4 separate regions of the Mus musculus genome follow, and all the other regions are linked to region 4. Evidence: chromatin contacts called from public HiChIP or PLAC-seq data. All regions are on one chromosome and are shown on one strand. The core of a region is the stretch at or near the end of the contact, and the rest is flanking DNA. Distances in the headings are between cores, read along the strand shown. Region 1 holds the start of Dnah6 (dynein, axonemal, heavy chain 6). Region 2 overlaps Dnah6 (dynein, axonemal, heavy chain 6). Region 3 holds the start of Ptcd3 (pentatricopeptide repeat domain 3). Region 4 holds the start of Tgoln1 (trans-golgi network protein).

Region 1 (2,700 bases), core at 6-2,505, 600 kb before region 4:
TGGGTCTTTCCTGTTTATCTTTCTCCTAACATCCGACCTTCGTCATTAAATAAGACCTTTGCTGCTAAATTAGTGTGCACTCATAAAATGTGTCATGTTAAATTTATGAGCTTCTAAAAAGCCAAGTTGCCAAATATATATATATATATATATATATATATATATATATGTATGTATGTATGTGTATGTATGTATGTATGTATGTATGTATATATATATATATATATGTATATATATATATATATATATATATATATAGTGTTTAAACACTCCCCAGGGCCAGTGAGATCGGTCAGCAGTCAAAGGCACCTGCTGCCAGGCGCAATGACCTGACTTTCATCCCCGGCAGCCACATAATGGAAGAACGGATCCGAACTAAATTCTCCTCTGGCTTCCACATACACACTGTAGAACCTACACACACACACACACACACACACACACACACACACACACACACAAGCACTCATGCGCGCACAAAATAAAATGTTTTGTGAAAACTGTAATGTGTTCCCTGAAAACTTCACATGACAAGAGACAAAATGTCAGCCCAATACTCAGGGCGCGTGTGAGGAGAGGTGGGGTAGATTGAGTGGTCTGTAATCTATACTCCAGCTCTGTATAATCTACTTGACGATAGGCGGGCTCAAAGGCGCACTCTGTTTTCTCGGCTTCTGTTAGCGGGTGGCTATCCAAGGCACGGTTAGAAAGCGGAGGAGAAAAAGAACGTAGTTCCAGCAGTGATCACGACATTTTGTAGGTTGAAAAGCAGCCTCTGCCAACCCGGGAAGCAGTTCCCCAAGGTAGGTGAAAGGGCTTCCATAGTTCGCCCAACCTTCGCCTGAGGCTCTTGAATCTTTCACCTCAGCATTTTAAGATGTGGGCGAACGTCAAGTCATACTCAAGCCTCTTGAGAAACAACAGATACCTACAGAAGGTTGGATTGCAGATCATGGATCGTCCAGAAACGAAGGAACACATAAAAAGACGGGACCTCCTATGCCTGCTTGCCCAAGCTGCCTGAGATTTCCATTCTAAAGCAGGAATCCTCCGGGTGGGGCCTGCTCCCTGACAACTAATGACGTCAAATACTCTGGGAACACCGATTGGCTCAATTACTTGGCGCGCTCCAGGAGAGCGAGAGCAGCTCCTCGAGACTGGCTGGCAGCGACTGACCGGCTCCTCCTTAGTGCAGTAAGCGTCCTTGGTGGCCCAGTGGTTGCTAAGCAACGGGAAACATTTTCTCCTGGGACTAGACTTCTGTTCCCAGACCAGGTATTGCTGGGCCTCTGGAGACCCTTCGGGAACGCTGCTGTTGAACCGCTTGGTGAGTCCATTGGAACTGAACTTTGGGCAGAGTCAGACACTCAGCAACCCCTCCCCAGGGATAGAAAGTCTCAGAAAAGATGGATTCAGTGATAGCTTCCTATCCCGGGGGACAGGAAAGCGAGGACTAGAGATGCTAGGCTTGCCCAAGACTACATACTGACTGTTCAAATCTAGACCTGTCCTGTTCATTAGACGCCAGGTATAAATTTACCCGGAAAGATAAGACATAGCCCTGCCTCACACAGCACCGTTATGCGTTGAAATGATAGTTTAAATATTAAGTAGAGCACATCATTAAAGTCAAGACCTTTCGTTTCTCATAGGCTTACTTGAGACGTTAAAATTGCATAAAAGACTTTTGATTTCTATTGGCACTGAGCCAGATTAAAATGTAGGCATGTCCACACCTGATTCAAGATGTTTTGTTTGTTCATTCGTTTGTTCTCTCTCTCTCTCTTTCTCTCTCTCTCTCTCTCTCTCTCTCTCTCTCTCTCTGTGTGTGTGTGTGTGTGTGTGTGTGTGTGTGTATACACCTGTGTGTGCACCTTTGCATATGAATATGGGAGGCTAGAGATTGATACTGGACTGTCTTCTTCAATTGCTTCTCCACCCTGTTTTGAAAAAACAGAGATCTCTCACCGAATCTGAAGTTTGGATAGCTTGGCTTGAAGTCCCTGAGCAGCTGCCAGCCCCTCCTTCCTGCCCCAGCCTACAGCCACCACCATAAATGCCCCCACAGAAACACTCCCCCAAGCAGCTCAACCAAAGCCACTTGTGGCCTGGAAGGCCTTCCCATCCCAAACCATGGACCCAAAGTAGGGAAAGGGGGTTGAAAAGAAAAAAAGCCACCAATCCATGGCTGGCTAGGATTCACCTGTGTGCCTCTACTCCCCTGTGCTTTGGTTACATGCAACACTTCCATGCCTTGCTTTTTACATGGGTGCTAGGGATCCGAACTCAGGTCCTTATGCTTGGTGTCTGTTTGCTGTGTATGTGTGTGTGTGTGTGTGTGTGTGTGTGTGTGTGTGTGTGTACTTGACACAAGCTAGAGTTATTTGGGAAGGACTCCCAACTGAGAAAACACCTTTGTGAAATTGGCCTAAACACTTGTCCGTCCAACATTTTCTTGGTTGATGATTGACGTGGGAAGGTGCAGTCTACCACAGGCTGTGCCACCTTTGAGTAGGTGATCATGGGTTGTATAAGAAAGCAAGCTGAGCAAGCCATGAAGAGCAAGCCACGAAGCAGTGTTCCTCAATGGCCTTTGCTTCAATTTCTGCCTTCGGTCCCTGCCCTGACTTCCCTTCAAGATGGACTACAAGCTGTAACATGAGGCAAACCCTTTCCTCCCCAAGTTGCATGTGGTCAGTG
Region 2 (2,700 bases), core at 4-2,503, 570 kb before region 4:
TGCCACCTCTAGACACACCTGAAAACACAGGGTCAGAGATAGAAAAGAACATACACATGAGGCTACTCTTAGCATCTTGCTTCTGATTGCGGAAACATCAGAAACTATCAAAATACCCATCCCCGGGCAGGAAGACAGGGGTTAACTGTATGGAGTGACATCCAAGACTCACTGTGAAGTGAGCAAGCCAAGAGACAGTTTTCTGTCATCTGTCCTTTTTGCGTCAGAAAAGGGGGCAGGGCAGAGAGGCCCGTAAACCAGAAGCCAAGGAAAACAGCTCTGCATTGGAGAGTGTGGAAATGATTCAGGAAGGGTCAGAGTGGGGGGTGTGCAGTGCAAACAATAAGGAGAGTAACCCTTCTGAGTGTAGGTTTAATATAGTTCTAAACAAGAGTGGAGGGGGAATAAAGTACAAACAAAACCAAATAAATCCAAGTTAGTTGAGCAACATAACTACACTGAAGAATGGGAAGATGAGGATGAAAGCAAGTTTATCATCACCACCACTACCATCACCCTCCTCATCATCATTATTAATGAAAGGTTTGAAACTCAGGGCCCCACATAAACTTGAACATAGTAGTTAGGACTTTGGCCACATAACCTTATGCTAACTTCTAAGCTTGCTTTTGTCCGTGGAATCAGTGTATCTGCAATCCCAGACCACTTTCTGTGTGTTCCACAGTTGAACAAATAAGTAAAACCATATTGTGGGCAGTTGTACTAGTTAGATTGCTATTGCTGTAATGAAATACCGAGACGAAAAGCAACCTGGGGAGGAAAGGGTTACTTCAGCTTACAGCTGAGTTGTGGTCAGTCAGTGAGTTAAGTTAGGTCAGGAAGAGGCAGGAACTAACATAGGGACAGTGAAGAAGGCTGCTTTCTAGCTCACTCCTCAGGGCTTGCTCCGAATGCTTTGTTAAACAAACCAGGGATGGCTCTGTCCCCACAGGGCTGGGCCCTCCCACACCAATCATTAATCAAGAAAATGCCCTATAGACTTGCATACAGACTATCTAATGAGGGAAATTCCTCAGTTAAGGTTCCCTCTTCCAAGATCACTCTAGCTCATAGCAAAGTGACAACAAAACAAAACAAACACACAACCCTAACCAGCACAGGAATGAAGAGATTATATATCTTCAAAGAATTAACAAGTGGGGAAAGAAAGACCACTTTCTGAACTGAATGGTTTTGCATTGAGATTAGAGTCATGAACTCATGGTTTTTATTGGCTGGTAGAAAAATAGAGAACTGAGATCTACATATGCGTGCTGTGTGGTGTGGTGTGGTGTGGTGTGATGTGCTCTGTGTGTGTGTGTGTGTGTGTGTGTGTGTGTTCTACTTAGGAAAAATTCCCTTGAGAGTTAGAAAGATGGCTCCGACGTTAACCACACACACTGATCCTTCAGAGGGTGCAAGCTTCATTTCTAGCACACACACCAGGCAGCTCACATTTCGAAGTCCTGCTCTGGGGGATCAGACACCTCTGTCCACCATGGGCATGGGCACCTGCACTCATGTGCCCGTACTCTCACACACACACACACACACACACACCACACACACACACACACACACACACACACACACACACGTAACTAGAAATATTAGGGGAAAAAATCAGTCTTGTTCATCTGTCACCACTTAGGAAACAATTCACGCAGCGTTCGACTCTGCACGCTTGTACGCAGCGACATTTGAAAAGTTTCAGTTATTCTTCAAGGAAAACGAGAGTCTGGATCTAGAAGCCCTGAAGCAGGAGGAGCCTGGTGAGTCTGCCCTCGCTAAAGCACATTTGACCGAGATAACAAGACCTGTCGTCTTCTGGGTTTCTGTTTGGTGGTGTTCAGTGACACCGAGTGTTGACCTGAAACGTTTGACCAGGCAAAGGCAGGACTTTATGCACATCTGGTATTTCCCATGGAATCCCTCATTTTCTTTCCTCTGCGCCCGCATCCCTGTATCTGGTAAAGTGCGGGGTGGTTCCTCAGTCACGCGTGGCCCATCTGTCGAGGTTGCTGTAAGACCTGTGTGCCTTGTGAAGAGTTGAAAAGGAGGTGGGATTCTACCATTCCTGCCAGGCAAGGCTTACAGAAGCCCTCTGTCTCAGAAATTCAAGATACAATTTTCTTCCTATACCACCCTGAGACCTGGTGAGGATGATCAACAATTCTTAGTGTTGAATTCAGGCCCGGGGACAAACCATTCCATTGGAATCCTTATTCTTGGGTGTGACAGGAGTTGGACGTGTTTCACAGGATGTCTTTTCCAGAGCATGATGCAAGCGAGTGACCTTTTAACCTTATGGACTGATTTTATGGCGTTTTATTTTCAGGAAAAAAAATCCAATTTTTATTTTTATAAAATATGGTTTTTGAACACAAAGTAGATCTATTCCAAATAACCAGCTTAATAATTTATATCATCTAACTCACAGGGGTTAAATGAAGGGCCTGATGTATGCTCTGAGGTATACTGGCAGCCTATGGCTTTCTTCTTTTATGATTCAATTGTGATCTTATGAAAGAACAGACATTGTGCCTCCTCTTCCTCTTCCTCCTCCTCTTCTTCCTCCTCCTTCTTTTTCTCCTATTTCTTTTTTCTCCTCCTTCTCCCCGCCCTCCCCCCCAACTGTAACTATATTTGCTGACAGGCCCAGGACCTACCATGAGGCTCTGGTGGGGAGGGGCAAAGGAT
Region 3 (2,700 bases), core at 114-2,613, 710 kb after region 4:
CTTGAATAGGGGCCTGAACAGTCAGAATAACTGAAATAGAAAGTAGACAGGTGGTTACCATGCGGCAGGGGCAGGGAAATGAAGACTGACTGATTACATATGGAGATTGCAATGGCAAGATGTGTCCTAGAGGGGGTAGTGCTGATGTTACCAGTGTGGTCTACCTTTTTGTTTGTTTGTTTTTTTATTTTTCGAGACGGGTTTTCTGTGTCCACGAAGCTCTGGAACTGACTCTGTAAGACCAGATTGGCCTCGAACCCACAGAGATCCTCCTGCCTCTGTCTCCTGAATGCTGGGAGGGTTTGTTTTGTTTTGTTTGTTTTTTCAAGACAGGGTTTCTCTGTGTAGTCCTGGCTGTCCTGGAACTCACTCTGTAGACCAGGCTGGCCTCGAACTCAGAAATTCGCCTGCCTCTGCCTCCCAAGTGCTGGGATTAAAGGCGTGCGCCACCACTGCCCGGCAATGCTGGGAGTTTTTAATGCATGTTGAGTTATTAATGGGAGTCTAAGAAGCGTGTATGCTATCGTGATCAAAAAGCATTAGAGAAGAGTCCCCAGGACTTCATAGCCAGGGTCTTGATCCAAGATTTAAAAGTTCATCATCGCTTGGACCAGAGGAGACTAATTAGGAAGTTGATAAGCGTGTGATGTAATGTGATTATAAATGACATAAAACTAGTTGATTAATGAGGAAGATGAACAGATGAAAATGCAGCAAGCGCATTCCTTCCCATTACCAGCAAGCAAGCACTAGGCAGCCAGCCCCCCACCCCCCACCCCGACCCCGCCGCCCCCGGACTGGCTCGGCTCAAAGCCTTCTGGGAATCGTAGTTCCCAGCTCCAACTTCCACAACCCTGTTCTACACGCATCCCACTAACTCCTTACTTGAGCTCTTCGGCCGAATACATTCCGAAGGAAATGCCCTGAAGCCGCCTCCATGGTGTGTGCTTGGAGGCCAGCATCTTCCGAGTCAGTTTTGAGGTCCGTCACTACGAGAGAAGTTCCAGTCAGCCGCAGAGAACGCCACTTGAGTCTTGTAGCGCAGAGCCACCATGTGTTTTTCCACTGCGCTTGCGTGCGAGAACCGCGGCTTGGCAAATTGGCTTGGACGAGTTCATTTTTGCTTTCGGGGTGGGTAAGGAGTGGAAGAAAACTGTCTCAAAACCCTCCTTCAGTTTAAAAGCAAAATTACACAGGAGACTTTAGAACAGCATTTCAAGTAAGTTTATTCGAGGTGAACGATGTGTACTGAGCGTTCCGCTGCTAGTCTAGCCAAACAGGACCTTGTGACCACCCGTTTGGAGATGAGACGTTCCACGCCAGCCCCGCCCCTCGACCCTGGAGGCGGAGGTCGTTCCCGACGTGCTCCGCGAAGAGTCCAAAGATGGCGGCGGCGGCGGTTGCAGCTCGCCGCCTGTCCTTTCGCAGCGGGCTTGTCTTGCTGCAGACCACTCGGGGGACGGGTGTGTGTGAACCGAAGGTCTGTTGCAGGTAAGAAGACCCAGAGTCATTTTGGTCTTGCATTTCCCTGAGAGTCGTGAAAGTAGGTAAGATGCAAAGGCATTTGTATGGTCGAGGCCCGGCCCTCTCAAGGGTAACACGAGGTAGCGTCGTATTTAGTGATCTTTAGATCTGCGAGTTCGGGAATTCTTTCGGAAAATTTTTATTGGTTGGTTGCAATACTATGTATAGCCAAAATTACCCTTTAAACTAGGGCCCTGTTCTCGTGAAGTTTACATTTCCGTGAGTGCCGCTACAAGCCCCTACACAAATTTCTTTATCACCCCCCCCCCTTATTCATTTTAACCCTGCAAAAAAGAAAGGGCAAAGTAACAGATCTTTCACAAATAAAGGGCAGGCTAATATTACCAGTATGGACTGAACGTTATGAGAACCTTCAGCTAAGAATAAGCTAAGACTTTAGTAAAAGCAGAAAGCCTTAAAACGTCTGACCCCATTCTTTCCATCTGGTGGTGTTGCAAATACTTATGTAATTTCTTTGTACATCCTTCATGCAGTGGCCTGGTGGAAATAGGAGGTGGTTTTAAGTCAGTTGTAGAGTGGATAATTAGCTCATACGATGTCTTTGGACCAATACAAAAAAATAAATAAAACTGGGTTACAAGTTTACACTACATCTAAATGCCTCTATAAATGTGGCTCAGAATGTGTGCATGCGGGTGGAGCTGAGTCAGCAGAGCTAGCGGTAGGAGCTGAGCTGAGGCCATCAGGGAGCAGTGCTAACAGTGGGATTTTTGTTGTTTTGTTTTTAATGCAGATTTTATGCTGGAACTGAATCCCTCCCAAAGGTTGAAGGATCAGATATAACAGGTATTTTTAAAACTATGGAAATAGAAGTTTTTAAAAATGAAAAGACATTGTATTTCTTTGTGTTGTTAGAAAATTGTTTATTTTTATTTTTTTTTCTACATAAGGGATTGAAGAAATAGTCATTCCAAAAAAGAAAACATGGTGAGTATTTTGCTATTCACTTACCAGGTGATTGGGTATTTACTGTAAATAAAACATAAGGATTTAAATAGTGCCTAGCACATAGACAAATACCATGTTAGCTGTTATTTTTTAAGTCTTGTTATATAATTTTATGTGTAAACTATACATTTAATTTATAAGTGAACTATTAGGTGTACTTTTGTTTCATTTGGAGTGGCTATTTGATATCATTGTATAAATATGATT
Region 4 (2,700 bases), core at 42-2,541:
TTGTTTTTCAAGACAGAGTTTCTCTGTGTAACCCTGGCTATCCTGGAACTCACTCTGTAGATCAGGCTGGCCTGATTCAGAGATTTGCCTGCCTCTGCCTCCTGTGTGCTGGGACTAATGTTGTGTCCCACCATCACCTGGCTCTCTAAAAAAAGTTTTTTTAAGTATATTTCTTTTAAAATTCTATTTTGTTGTTTGCATTATAAGAATGTGTTGCTTGGGCTGGAGTGATAACTCAGCAGTTAAGAGCACCACTGACTGCTCTTCCAGAGGTACTGAGCTCAAATCCCAGCAACCATATGGTGGCTCACAATCATCTGTAACAAGACCTGATTCCCTCTTCCAGTGTCTGGTGACAGCTACAGTGTACTCACATATAATAAATAAAATAAACCTTAAAAAAAAAAAAAAGAATGTGTTGCTTGTGTGGTGTGGTGGTGCATGTCTTTAACCCCAGCACTCAAGAGGCAGAGGTAGGTGGATCTCTGTGATTGCAAGGCTAGCCTGGTCTACAGAGCGAGTTCTGTTAAACAGAAGAACCCTGTCTTGGAAAGAAAAAGAATATATATGTGGTGAATGAGACAAGAGTGTTTGTCTAGTGTGCATAGAACCACGATTTGATTGCTAGTACCACATAAATTGGAGACACAAGCCAGTAGTCCAGTAGGAAGATCAGAAACTCAAGGTCTTCCTGTTTGAGTAACAAAGTACCTTACTTCCTGGATTGGAGAGATGGCTCAGGGCTTGTTGCTCTCCCACAGGAACAGAGTTCAGTTTCCAACACCCACAGAGTTTGAAACGCTTGAAGCTCTAGCTCTAGGGCATCTGATGCCCTCATCTAGCCTCCAAGAGCACCTACACACAGGTGGCAGACACACATACACAAATAAAAATAGTAAATCTTTGATATTTTATTTCTTAAATAAATAAATAGCCCAACAGGGGCGTGGTGAGGCACCTGTAATCCCAAACACTCAGGAGGCAGCAGGTGCCCACATAGCAATATGGTTTCAAACACATAGAAATTCAGAAGAACAAACAAGAAATCAAAAACCTTGGTAAATTCAGAGGGCCCTGGATACAGCCAAGAAAGGGATTAGGATCAGGATGAAATGTGTTTGCTTCTAGATGGGCAAGTGCTGAAGAGAGTACATTTGTTTGTGAAGTGAGAAAGCAGCATCGGCAACGGAGAGGTTGGAAACACGAGCAGAGGATGCGACAAAGAGGCGCCCGGCCCCACGACCCTACATCATAAGCAGCGAAGGCGACGCAGCACCTGCCGGTCGCAACAGCTTCCGAAAAACGAGGCCAAGTGAACAAGAACGAGATCGCCGAGCCCCGCAGACTGCTGAGAAACAGAAGGGACTTGGGGGGGAATAAAGAGCTGGACTTGACTTCCGGCACTCTACCGGAACACACAGACAACGGCTGCTGTCGCCCGGTAGCCCCACCCCTAAGGCGGGGCTGCGCCGGAAGAGAAACAGTCCGCCGGAAAGGGAGGGGCCACGCTCGGGAAAATCTCGTGCGCCGCTCTCACGTCATCAGAGGGCGGAAGCGCAGACTGCAGGATGCGGTTCCAGGTTGCGTTGCTCCTGCTGAGTGTCGCGGTGGCGAGTAAGGACCCCCACCCCAGCCCAGCTCACTCTCCCCTTTAGGTTCCCCATTCCTCACCTTGGTGGGTCGCTACGGGAGCCGGCGTCTTTCTTGTCTGGCCCGACCCTGCTCTAGCCATCTCCGCTTTCCCATTCGGCCATCCCCGCTAGGCTCTCAGAAGTCAAGCCCGCTTCTCTTCTTCCGAGGACTTACTGTTTTTTGTTTTTTGTTTTTTCTGTTTGTTTCAGGAGCTCTGCCGTCCGTTTATAAGAGAGACGCCGACTCAGGTGACTCTCAGAATCCTCCGAATCAGCCTTCCAAACAGTCCTCCACTCCCCTGCCTTCTTCTAACCAGGTAAAGACTACAAGGCCGACCGACGGTCAGGGGCAGAAGTCAGATAAAAAAGACCAGGACAAGACGACTTTGGCAGCAGTTTCCAGTAAGGCGGAATCTGGGCCGCGGACCGCCGCGACCGATCACAGTTTGGGTGATTCCAGAAGGCAGCCCGAGAAAACGGATGCCGAGTTGAACGAAACTGCGCGGCCCCTCTCACCAGTCAACCCCAAACTGGAAAAGTCTGATCAGAGCTCCACAGAAGATTCAGGCAAGCCCACAGGAGGTAATTCTGGCAAGCCCACAGGAGGTGATTCTGGCAAGCCCACAGAAGCTGGTTCGAATAAGGCCACAGAAGATGATTCTGGCAAGTCCACGAAAGTTGATTTGGACAAGCCCACCTCCAAAATCTCCCCAGATACGGAGACTTCGAAGACTGACAAAGTCCAGCCAACTGAAAAAGGACAAAAACCAACACTTACTTCCAAAACTGAATCTGGGGAAACACTGGCAGGGGACTCTGACTTCTCTTTAAAGCCAGAGAAAGGAGATAAGTCTTCAGAGCCTACTGAAGACGTGGAAACCAAGGAGATTGAAGAGGGTGACACAGAGCCGGAAGAAGGCTCACCACTTGAAGAAGAGAATGAAAAGGTGCCGGGCCCTTCCTCCAGTGAGAACCAAGAGGGGACACTTACAGACTCTATGAAGAATGAGAAGGATGATCTTTATAAGGACAGTTCTGGAAACACCAGTGCAGAGAGCAGCCACTTCTT

Evidence for each region. HiChIP or PLAC-seq counts read pairs in DNA pulled down with a chosen protein or histone mark.
Region 1: an H3K4me3 HiChIP or PLAC-seq map of forebrain shows a contact between it and region 4, with 5 times the contacts expected there. The contact joins the promoter of Dnah6 here to the promoter of Tgoln1 in region 4. A contact is called at or near these places in 5 of 39 promoter capture datasets (the 3T3-L1 cell line, HPC-7-derived erythroid cells, embryonic stem cells and 2 more), 1 of 15 datasets of contacts at CTCF or cohesin (the NIH/3T3 cell line), 1 of 484 Hi-C or Micro-C datasets (cortical neurons), 16 of 115 datasets of contacts at active chromatin or transcription factors (T-cell acute lymphoblastic leukemia, bone marrow-derived macrophages, cardiomyocytes and 11 more) and 2 of 9 other capture datasets (embryonic stem cells and liver).
Region 2: an H3K4me3 HiChIP or PLAC-seq map of bone marrow-derived macrophages shows a contact between it and region 4, with 5 times the contacts expected there. The contact joins the enhancer-like site here to the promoter of Tgoln1 in region 4. A contact is called at or near these places in 7 of 39 promoter capture datasets (the 3T3-L1 cell line, HPC-7-derived erythroid cells, the SN4741 cell line and 4 more), 4 of 115 datasets of contacts at active chromatin or transcription factors (bone marrow-derived macrophages, forebrain and pancreatic cancer cells) and 1 of 9 other capture datasets (liver).
Region 3: a contact with region 4 is called in an H3K27ac HiChIP or PLAC-seq map of regulatory T cell precursor, with 6 times the contacts expected there. The contact joins the promoter of Ptcd3 here to the promoter of Tgoln1 in region 4. A contact is called at or near these places in 6 of 39 promoter capture datasets (erythroid cells, hippocampal neurons, liver and 2 more), 1 of 484 Hi-C or Micro-C datasets (CD4 T cells), 3 of 115 datasets of contacts at active chromatin or transcription factors (pancreatic cancer cells, regulatory T cell precursor and thymic regulatory T cells) and 1 of 9 other capture datasets (liver).

The regions. Positions count from the first base shown.
Region 1 is chr6:73,220,186-73,222,885 of GRCm38.p6, reverse strand. It overlaps Dnah6 (dynein, axonemal, heavy chain 6), which reads left to right and starts at 1,255. Exons shown (of 77, transcript NM_001164669.1): 1 at 1,255-1,327. Gm40377 (a long non-coding RNA gene) reads right to left here and starts at 89. Exons shown (of 3, transcript XR_869180.3): 1 at 1-89.
Region 2 is chr6:73,180,779-73,183,478 of GRCm38.p6, reverse strand. It overlaps Dnah6 (dynein, axonemal, heavy chain 6), which reads left to right. Exons shown (of 77, transcript NM_001164669.1): 12 at 1,652-1,772. Among named protein-coding and RNA genes, the nearest start is that of Dnah6, 40 kb to the left of the region's middle. Within about 2 kb of position 1,253, at least 30 of the 459 cell types and tissues checked have an H3K27ac peak or open chromatin away from gene starts, as enhancers often do. A contact at or near this core is called in bone marrow-derived macrophages, where this site is marked.
Region 3 is chr6:71,907,425-71,910,124 of GRCm38.p6, reverse strand. It overlaps Ptcd3 (pentatricopeptide repeat domain 3), which reads left to right and starts at 1,363. Exons shown (of 24, transcript NM_027275.3): 1 at 1,363-1,491; 2 at 2,279-2,331; 3 at 2,436-2,472. The coding sequence starts at 1,385. Polr1a (polymerase (RNA) I polypeptide A) reads right to left here and starts at 1,072. Exons shown (of 34, transcript NM_009088.3): 1 at 886-1,072. The coding sequence starts at 962.
Region 4 is chr6:72,615,591-72,618,290 of GRCm38.p6, reverse strand. Tgoln1 (trans-golgi network protein) reads left to right here and starts at 1,291. Exons shown (of 4, transcript NM_009443.3): 1 at 1,291-1,614; 2 at 1,842-2,700. The coding sequence starts at 1,569.